2 separate regions of the Oryctolagus cuniculus genome follow, and region 2 is linked to region 1. The links are chromatin contacts, called in public Hi-C maps. All regions are on one chromosome and are shown on one strand. The core of a region is the stretch at or near the end of the contact, and the rest is flanking DNA. Distances in the headings are between cores, read along the strand shown. Region 1 overlaps KCTD6 (potassium channel tetramerization domain containing 6). Region 2 holds the start of RPP14 (ribonuclease P/MRP subunit p14).

Region 1 (4,681 bases), core at 676-3,175:
TGGGGTCCTCTCCTCCCGGGGTCCCCAGAGACTGGCCCCAGCTTGGGAGGAGCTTCGGGAAGCCATCTGAGTGCAGAGTCAGCCCCCAGCCCCCATGCCCTGCCGTGTGCAAGGCATCCTCACCGCTCTTCTCCCTTTCTTCCCCTTCTTGCTGTCCGCGGGGCCCCCTTGTGTAAATGCTCAACAGGCTGTTGTGGAAAAATCCCCTAAAAGGACCCAGACTTTCTTTTTTGCATTTCTGCCTTATAAAACCCCAGTGCTCCGGGAGGCTGGGGCTGGAGAGGGGGAGGGAGGGGTGGGGCGGCTCCAGAGGCCAGACCTGGGCTGGCGATGGCATGGGAAGAGGAGCTCCCCACCGCTTCTTTCCGTTTCATTGGCCAGCTCCTTTCCCCACCTTGTTGACTCCTCCCCACCCCTGCTCTTTCCTTTCTCCTCTCTGTAAACCTGACTGGCCGGCTCCCCTGTGCCAAGGTTGTCCCAGGTGAAAAGAGGCTCCCAACACAGCTTGAAACACAGCCCTCTCTGGCAGGGGGTCCTGGTCTAGGTGGTGGGCTGGGGGCGGAGGGCTGCACTGGGAGCGGGGAGATGGGGGTGTGCAGACCCAAGGAGGTGGGAGTGATGCTGCTTCCTTGTGGGGTTGCCAGATGAAACACAGGATGCTTGTTTTCGGTGAACATCTGGGACCTACCTAGGCTGAAAAATTACATGATGAAATAGAAATTTGCCAAGTGTCTTTTTTTTTTTTTTTTTTTTTTAAGGCAGAGAGAAGGAGAAGGACAGCCAGAGTTGCTGTCTGCTGGTTTACTCCTCAGGTGCCCTCAGTGGCCAGGGCTAGGCCAAAGCCAGGAGCCAAGGACTCAGTCCAGACCTCCTCCATGTGTGGCAGGACTCAGTTCCTTGAGCCATGACTGCCGCCTTAGCATGAAGCTGGAGTCAGAGGTAGAAGCCAGGGTATCAAACTCTCATGTGGGAGATACGGGGTGAAATATGTGCTTGCCCTCTAGGCCAAACACTCCCTCTGTCCCTCCTGTCTTTGCATTCGCCAAATCTGGCAATGGCAGGTTGCTGATGAATACACAGGAGCTAGCTGAGTGAATGGGGGGAGGAGGGAAGAGCATGCCTGCAGAGGGAACAGCACGTGCAGAGATCTTGAAGAGACGGGGCCTTGCGACTCATCTGGGGAAATGAACGTTGACCATGGGGTTGCAGCACGTGGAAAGAATGCACCAGTCGCACAGCGATTGAGAGTGCCGAGTGCCAGGTACCAGGTAGAGTCCTGGGGGCTCTCAGGAGCCAGACACATGCAGCTTCTGCCCTCAGGGAGCTCACCATTCAGCTGAGAAGCAGGGAGGTGAGGACAGGGAAGGACAGGCTCTGAAAGGTCGGGGAGGGCTTCCCCGAGAAGGTGATGGTATGTGGAGGAAGTGGAGATAGGTCAAGGGCTGGGGAACAGTGTTCTAAGCCCAGGGAACAGTCCAGTGGAAGGCTCTGAAGGGAAAACATGGGCAACAGGCCCTGGAAACGGAAATGTGACCTGAGATGCTGGGGCCTGAGGGAGGGGCTAGGGACAGGGAGGAGGTGGACGGTGGGCAGAACCAGACCACTCCCCCCACCGCAGGGAGCTTGACCTGAATCCTGAAGGCAACCGAAGCCACTGGAGGAGTGTGACGCTGCCAGGGGGCCACAGCCAGAGCTTTGTGTCCTTCATGCTGGTGACAGGAGGACGGATGGGAGTGTGGGGGCAGAGGGACCAGCGAGACCAGCGAGGGGGCTACTGCAGATGTCTGGGCCGGACACATGGGTGGCTCGGGCCAGTGCGGCGGTGGTGGTGATGGCGAGGGAGAGGCAGTGAGGGAGGCAGGCTGTGCTGAGGGGGAGACTTGGCAGAACTGAGTTCTCTGGCACCGGGAGGCGAGGGGGAGGGAGGAGCAGGCATGACTCAAGGCTTCTGGTGCACCATGTGCTGAGCTGAGCCGGGACTGGAAGGATTGGGGGTGGTGGTGACAGAGTTCAGGTTTGCACATGTTGGGGTGAGCAGGCTGGTGGTGGACGGTGAAACGCCAGCTTGTGCCGGGGGAGAAAACCACGGGGAGCCAGGCAGGAGCGTGCTGCCACCTCCCTCCCAGCGCCCAGCCGGGTGGCTTCATCCACGGCCTCCCCACTTCTTGCTGCAGTTTTCTGGTTTGTACTATGGGAGAGCGAGGCTGGCCAGCCCTCAGTGGTGTTGTTGGGGGTGTGGTGGCAGCCTCCCAGGTCACCCCTAAGGGCCCCTGCCTCCTGGTGTTCATACCCTGTGTGGTGGGCTCCCACTTCCTACTAGCATGGGTGTGAGACCAAAATATCACAAATATGTCCTTCAAGGCCAGGCTATAAAGGAACTTGTGGCTTCCGCCGTTGTTCCTCCTTAGATCACTTGCTTCAGAGGCCATCAGCTTCCATGTTGTCAGGAGAGGGTCAGGTGACAGGGAACGAACGCTGTGGCTAAAAGCCACGTGTGTGAGTGGGGGAAGGCCTCAGAGGACAACAGCCCCTGCCCACGGGTGGCCTGCAAGCTCATGAGAGACCCTGAGCTCTTTGAGATCCTCGGTCCACAGACACTGCAAGATAACACATGGTGCTGTTGCAAGCCTCTGCACTCTGGTGCATGGCAGTAGATGACCAGCGCAGAGGGTAGAAGCACTTGGCACAGTGCCAGGCACGTGCTTGGGCTGCAAGTACAGAGTGGGGAACTTCTGGCTTAGGGTGTAAAATGGAATCTACAGAGGTGGCCAAGCCTCTGTGAAGAGAGGATGGAACTGGACAGAAACCTGGGCAGAGAGGGTGGGTTAGGCAAGAGGAAGAGGTCCATGCGTCCAAGAGGAAGAAGGAAGACGAAAAGAGCACAGCATTGTGGGGAAGGGGCCGTCCTTGGGAGGCTGTGGTCAACCCCTTCACTGCAGATGCCCGGGACACCAAGGCTTGGAAGGAGCAGGCTCCTCATGCCCCAGCAGGAGCATTCCGGTGGGGAGGTGGTCCGGAGGCCAGGTGTAAGGCTGTAGGTGGGGGACTCGGGGAAGATGGGGACACAGCAGGAGGAGAAAGGGAGGCTGCTGAGCCTAGAGAGGGGTCCGGCACTCTGTCTGCAGGGGCAACCTGCAGGGGCTGGAGAAGGATGGAATGCCCCTGAGAGCAGGCTTCTCAGCCGCCTCGGGAGGCCATGACAGCATCCTGTAGGTGACTCCAGAAGCAAGCAGAGGCGGGAGCCAGGGAGCTCCCACTGAAGACATTTTCCTGACAAGTGGGAGCTGCATGCACTGCCCTGAGTGAGGGGGGAGCTGAGGGGAGAGCGGGGAGGACTCAGACTGCCGGCCCAGCTCCTGCCGGCCCAGCCTGTCCACTGCTGCTTCCCTCCTGGGCCTTGCCCGTGCCCCGCTGGGCCAGGGTGCCTGCCTGGAAGTCCTTGTTGTAACTGCCATAAACAGCACTCCAGGCCAGCCCGGCCATGGCCACATAGGGTCATCTTGGGCATCTCTTTACCACAGGAGTCCAGGGCTTTGGAGGCCACCTGGGAAAGAGAGGCCACCTGGGAAAGAGAGGCCACCAAGTTGGCTTCCGCTGTAAAACCCTAAACTCCTCAACTCAGCAATTCAGATAGTTTACAGGAGAATGCTATAGAATATTCAGACTTCAGAGACCCGCCCCCCCCTTAGAGAAACTGCCCTGGTGAACAGACTTTTTTTTTTTTTTTTTTTAAAGATTTACTTATTTGTTGAAAGGCAGAGAGAGAGAGAGAGAGAGAGAGGGAATCTCCCATCTGCTGGTTCACTCTCCGAATAGCTGCAACAGTGAGTGGGGCCAGGCTGAAGCCAGGAGTCTAGAATTCCATCCAGTTCTCCCACACAGGTGGCAGGGACCCAACTGCTTGGACCATCTTCTGCCGCCTTTCCAGGTGCATTAGCAGGGGCTGAATTGGAAGCAGAGTAGCTGGGACTGGAACTGGCACTCCCACATGGCATGCCAGTGTCCCCAAGTGATAGACTAACTCACCTTGCCATGTCAGCCCCAAACACTGATTAGTTTATTTTATGAGGCTCAAGTAAGTTTGATAGCAAAATCACACAAAAGAAATAATTAGAATGGAAAATAGCAGGCATACCTCATTCATAAATATGGATGCAAAAACCCTAAGTAAAATATTAACAAATGGAAGCCAGTAGTATATTGAAAAAAAAATCATCAAGGATCATCAAGGTGAGTTTAGTCCAGGAATGCATGAGTGGTTTAATAATAAAAAAAAAAAAATCCATGATTGTAATTCTTTACATAGTGTGTGTCTATTCCTAGTGCTTCCTTACCCTGATAAAGGGTACTGTGGCGGCCGCTCAGGGCACCTGGTGGGCAGCAAGATCCCTAGCTAACAGCACTAAAAGCTGCCCAGCTGTGTCCAGAAAGGCAAATTACCTAACTAGGAAAACAAATTGGACCACAAGAAAACAAACTCATCCTAACTCTGAGGAAGCTGCTGTTACAGGAATACCTGGGCTTACAGTGCGTGTAGTAGCAGTCAGCTTCTGTTTGTCCTGCTCTTGCAGCCTCTTCAATAACCTCTGCTCACTCTATCTGACTGCCCTGCTAGATTTCTCTACCATCTGCCCAACGTGGGCCTCTGTCGGTTGCTTCCCAAGACAGGTACCTATCAAAA
Region 2 (4,550 bases), core at 493-2,992, 150 kb before region 1:
GAAGGAGAAGAAAGGGACGCAGGAGCCACATGACGGGGGAGCACGGCCACGGCCAAGGCCAAGGCCAAGGCCAAGGCCAAGGCCAAGGCCTGAGGTTTCAGGAACCAGCAGAGGGTGGAAATCTGAGAATAGCAATGAGGGAGAAGGGCCTCACTGACCCAGGCTCAGGCTTGGCTGTGCAAGGCAACACTGGCCGCCCCACACTCCCAACCAAAGCAGGATCAGCATCTCTCGTTTATGAACGAATGCATTCTGTGAATGCATGCTGAGTGGGTGCACTGGCAGCGCTGAGCCAACGCAGACAAGGCCCTGTCCTCAGGGGGCTTATGCTGCAGCTTCCCTCCCACCCAATCCTCAGTGCAGCGGGGAGAGCGCCGGCTAGAACCTGACAGCCCGTTCCACCACTTCTCACTGCGTCGTCTTGGGCAAATCGCTTAGCCTATCTGTGCTTCAGTTTTCACTCCTGCATGGTTATAATAGCTACCTCAGGACTGTGAGGTGGTTCCACAAGGTGACCTGTGTAGAATTTTTTGCATAGTGCCTGGCGCACATTAAGCACTTGAGAAATACTCACCGTTGTTATTATTGTTTTTGTTATTATTAAATAAGTCCACCGAATTCCCAGCACCCAGAATTCCCAGCACCTAGGGCTGGCACTGTGGGGCAGCAACGGACGCTGGCATCCCACGTCAGAGCACTGCTCTGACTCCTGGCTGCTCTGCTTCTGATCCAGCTCCCTGCTAATGCATCTGAGAACTCAGCAGATGATGGCCTGGGTCCTTGGGCTGCTGTCACCGGTGTGGGAGACCCAGACGGAGTTCTGGGCTTTTGGTGTCCGCCTAGTGGCTGTTGTGGCAATTCGGGGCGAGAACCAAGGAGTGGAAGATCTCTCTTTCACTCTGCCTTTCCAAATCATAAATCTGAAAAAAAATAAAAATAAAAAATAAAAAGGCCGGCGCCGCGGCTCACTAGGCTAATCCTCCGCCTAGCGGCGCCGGCACACCGGGTTCCAGTCCCGGTCGGGGCGCCGGATTCTGTCCCGGTTGCCCCTCTTCCAGGCCAGCTCTCTGCTGTGGCCCGGGAGTGCAGTGGAGGATGGCCCAGGTGCCTGGGCCCTGCACCCCATGGGAGACCAGGAAAAGCACCTGGCTCCTGGCTCCTGCCTTCGGATCAGCGCGCTGGCCGCGGCGGCCATTGGAGGGTAAACCAACGGCAAAGGAAGACCTTTCTCTCTGTCTCTCTCTCTCACTGTCCACTCTGCCTGTCAAAAAATAAAAAATAAAAAAATAAAAAAAAACCACAGACAAGAATAGTGCTGAGTGCACAACAGGCACTCAGCGCGGTGTTAGTGAACAAACGTATGGATGAAGCTTGGCTTACGTTTGCAAACAGGACCAGGTGGGTCTTTTCGTGTCCACTCAGAGCACCTCCTATGTGCTGGCAACCACAGGGGACACTGAGGGAAGGTGCTGTCCGTCTTTGGGAGGTGCTGGGTACAGCAGAAGTTAAGCAGCGGAGATGCTAGACATCTACTGGCTGAAAAACCGAATGCATGAATAAATGAATGCCATGAAGCACTCTGCGGGGCTGCATACACACACCTCACGACCCGCACTCCGAGCACCCGGGGCGCCCCCAGGTTTCTCCCGAGTGGACACCAGAGGGCGCTGAGCTCCGCAGGGCTCACATCCCGAGGAGGATTCACCCATGGGTCCTGGGGCGGACGCCGCGCGGTGACGTCACATCCGCCAGGACGGCACGCTTCCGGGGGCGGGACAGGAACAAGCCAAACGAAAACTTACCGGGAGTTTGCCGGGCCCAGGCGCTGGCAGTCCCTTAGGGGCTCCAGACCTTGGCGGATATTCGGAGCGAACCCGGAGTCAGAGGAGGAGTCTTGCTCGTCCAACCGAGAGCAGGTAGGCGGAAGCCCTGGGGCGGCTGTTGTGTTCCGGACGTGCGCTCAGTCGGCCGCGCGGGTGTCCCCGGGCGCGTGCGCCGGGGTAGAGCGACCGGGAGGGAGGAGCCAGGCCGGAGGAGGTGCTGGGGGGCTCCAGCCGATCGTCCTCCCCGGTGTCGGTCTCGGCCGCGCCGGGCGGCCGGGAGGACTAAGCGGGCCCAGGGGACAGTGTGCTGCATCAGCGGCGGTCGCCACTTGGAAACGATGGAAAACGCAGGTCCCTAAGTCGCTGGGGGTTGATTTGTTGAAATAATTGAGTGAAAGTGTGGAGACCGCCTGCCGTATGCGGGGCCCTATTGTCGGTCCCTGGAGAAGGGCAGTGAGCCGGACGGAGCCGTGGACACCCTGCCGGGGCAAGGAGAGGAGGAGGGGGAGAGAGAACGTGAATTGCGGGTCTGTTACTAGCTGGCAGACGCCCGGGGTGGGGGGTGGGGGGCGAACAGGGCCCGAGGCGGGGCCGGGGGTCGTCGCGGTGTTAGGATGGGCACCGGGCCACGTGGAGGGGAGTCGGGGAGGCCTAGAAGGAGGCGGCGGGAGGAAGGGCGGTGCGTAACTGGCGGGAGAGCCTGGTGCGTGCGCGGCCCGTGTGCTGGAAGGGACGAGTGCGGGCCGTGGCGGGAGCAGCGGTGCGGGGTGCGGGAAGGGCCTCCCGGCAGGCGCACCCGGAGTCTGGCCTCGCTCTAGACAGATCCGGAGAGTGGGGTCTGGTAGATTCTGTGGCTGCGGGGGAGGGGCACAGGGGCGGAATCGGAGACCCTTGGTACCGACAGAGCAGTTTCTAGGCTTCCCTGCCGCCCCTGAGAAGGCTGGCTTCAGAGGGGAAGTGGACCGTGACTCCAGGCGTGCTTCCGTTTGGTGGCGGGCCTGGGGGCCGTGCCAGGCTCATCTTTACTTTCAGAACAGCCTGCAGAGGGCGCTGGTGTCACTGAGGAGTCCGGTTTTTGGCGAGCTCATGTGTTCCATGAGTTTGGAGAGGTGTTTTGTTTTGTTTGTTTGTTTCTTTTTTTTTTGGTAATATATGTGTAAGGTAAAACATCGTTTGATCCATTGTTTTTTTTTTATTTATTTTTATTTTTTGACAGGCAGAGTGGACAGTGAGAGAGAGAGACAGAGAGAAAGGTCTTCCTTTGCCATTGGTTCACCCTCCAATGGCCACCATGGCTGGCGCGCTGCGGCCGGCGCACCGCGCTGATCCAAAGCCAGGAGCCAGGTGCTTTTCCTGGTCTCCCATGGGGTGCAGGGCCCAAGCACCTGGGCCATCCTCCACTGCACTCCCGGGCCACAGCAGAGAGCTGGCCTGGAAGAGGGGCAACCGGGACAGAATCCGGCGCCCCGACCGGGACTAGAACCCGGTGTGCCGGCGCCGCAAGGCGGAGGATTAGCCTAGTGAGCCGCGGCGCTGGCCTGATCCATTGTTGTGTGCAGTTAGGTGGCATTAAGTGCATTCTGACTGTTGGGCAGCCACCATCGGTATCCATCTCCCAAATGCCCAGGGTCAGCAACTCCTTCGAAGCACTTGGAAATACTTGAGAAAGCACCTGTCATGTGCCAGGCACTGAAAGAAGTAGATGCGATTTTTGCTGTTTTTGCGCTTCTGGTTAGGCGGGGCTCTGGGGGCAGGTGGACGGTCACTGTGCTGTCCTGAAGCCAGAGGCGCAGTTGAACATAGGGTCCCCCGCTGCCGCCGTTCTCTGAGCTCTGTGTCCTCCAAGCCAGACACAGAAAATGCTGAGGTCTGTTGAATGGATGTGTGGATGGAGCTCCTGCCGTCCGGCTTGTGCTTGTCTCTGGGCTCTTCGTCTGGAAATGGGCCTGAACCTGAGAGGTTTTGAAAATGCTCGTCTGGATCTCTGTGACCTTGGCTTAGTTCTTCTCTGTGCTTGGGCCTCAGTTTCTGGGTCTCGGCAGCGGGGAGCCCAGATACTAAGCAAACAAGCAGTGTCAAGACGTCCTATAACGTGAGCATTCCCGAGAGGGCGGCAGAAGGGCTCGAGGGGGAGGCCGGGGGAAGAGGAACTGGAGGGCAGCACTCTGCGGGCCTCGAGCGTGCTCTGAGTTCTCGGAAGGCCCAGACCTCAGCAATGGCTCTGAGTGCCCATTCCAGGAATTCCTCAGTCTCTCACGGAGCTGCCAGGTGGTCCTGCCCAGACCTGACCCTGGACCGAGAGCAGGTTCACCTGGAAGGGGGGCAGCCAGCTGCTTGTTCGTGCTCTGGGCTGACTCAGAGTAAACCAGAAAGGGGCCCGCAGGTCTCAGGTTTGGCTCCTTTATGTTTTCATTTTTTTCCTCTGGATCCAGAGGCACCATTCCAGGGCAGTCTTGCCATGGCAGAGTAGGTAGAGCCTGGGCCAGGCGCTAGCCATGAGGGTGGTAATAGTGTCTGCCTCATAAAATCGCTTTGAAGGCGCAGAAGCTAAGGCATGTGCAGTGCGTAGTGCACACTGGGTGCTTAGTAAGGAGAAATGGGAGCTGGCTTGTTACTGAGGTGGAAGTGAGGGCAGTGGTCTGGCATATTGAACAATATAGCAGCTTCCTTGTATCTGTGGGGTGACCTGCATTTGACCAGAATTAGATAAGTTGCTGTCCTAAGAAG

The links. A called contact is a pair of places that touch in the nucleus more often than the background predicts.
Region 2: a Hi-C map of an unstated tissue shows a contact between it and region 1, with 2.2 times the contacts expected there. The contact joins the promoter of RPP14 here to the enhancer-like site in region 1. A contact is called at or near these places in 2 of 6 Hi-C or Micro-C datasets (ear pinna and an unstated tissue).

The regions. Positions count from the first base shown.
Region 1 is chr10:91,522,750-91,527,430 of mOryCun1.1, reverse strand. All of the region lies in intron 4 of KCTD6 (potassium channel tetramerization domain containing 6), which reads left to right. Among named protein-coding and RNA genes, the nearest start is that of KCTD6, 30 kb to the left of the region's middle. Within about 2 kb of position 1,925, at least 2 of the 8 cell types and tissues checked have an H3K27ac peak or open chromatin away from gene starts, as enhancers often do.
Region 2 is chr10:91,676,681-91,681,230 of mOryCun1.1, reverse strand. RPP14 (ribonuclease P/MRP subunit p14) reads left to right here and starts at 1,742. Exons shown (of 6, transcript XM_008260841.4): 1 at 1,742-1,916. LOC127492327 (a long non-coding RNA gene) reads right to left here and starts at 1,934. Exons shown (of 3, transcript XR_007921560.2): 1 at 1,803-1,934; 2 at 1,381-1,536; 3 at 1-920.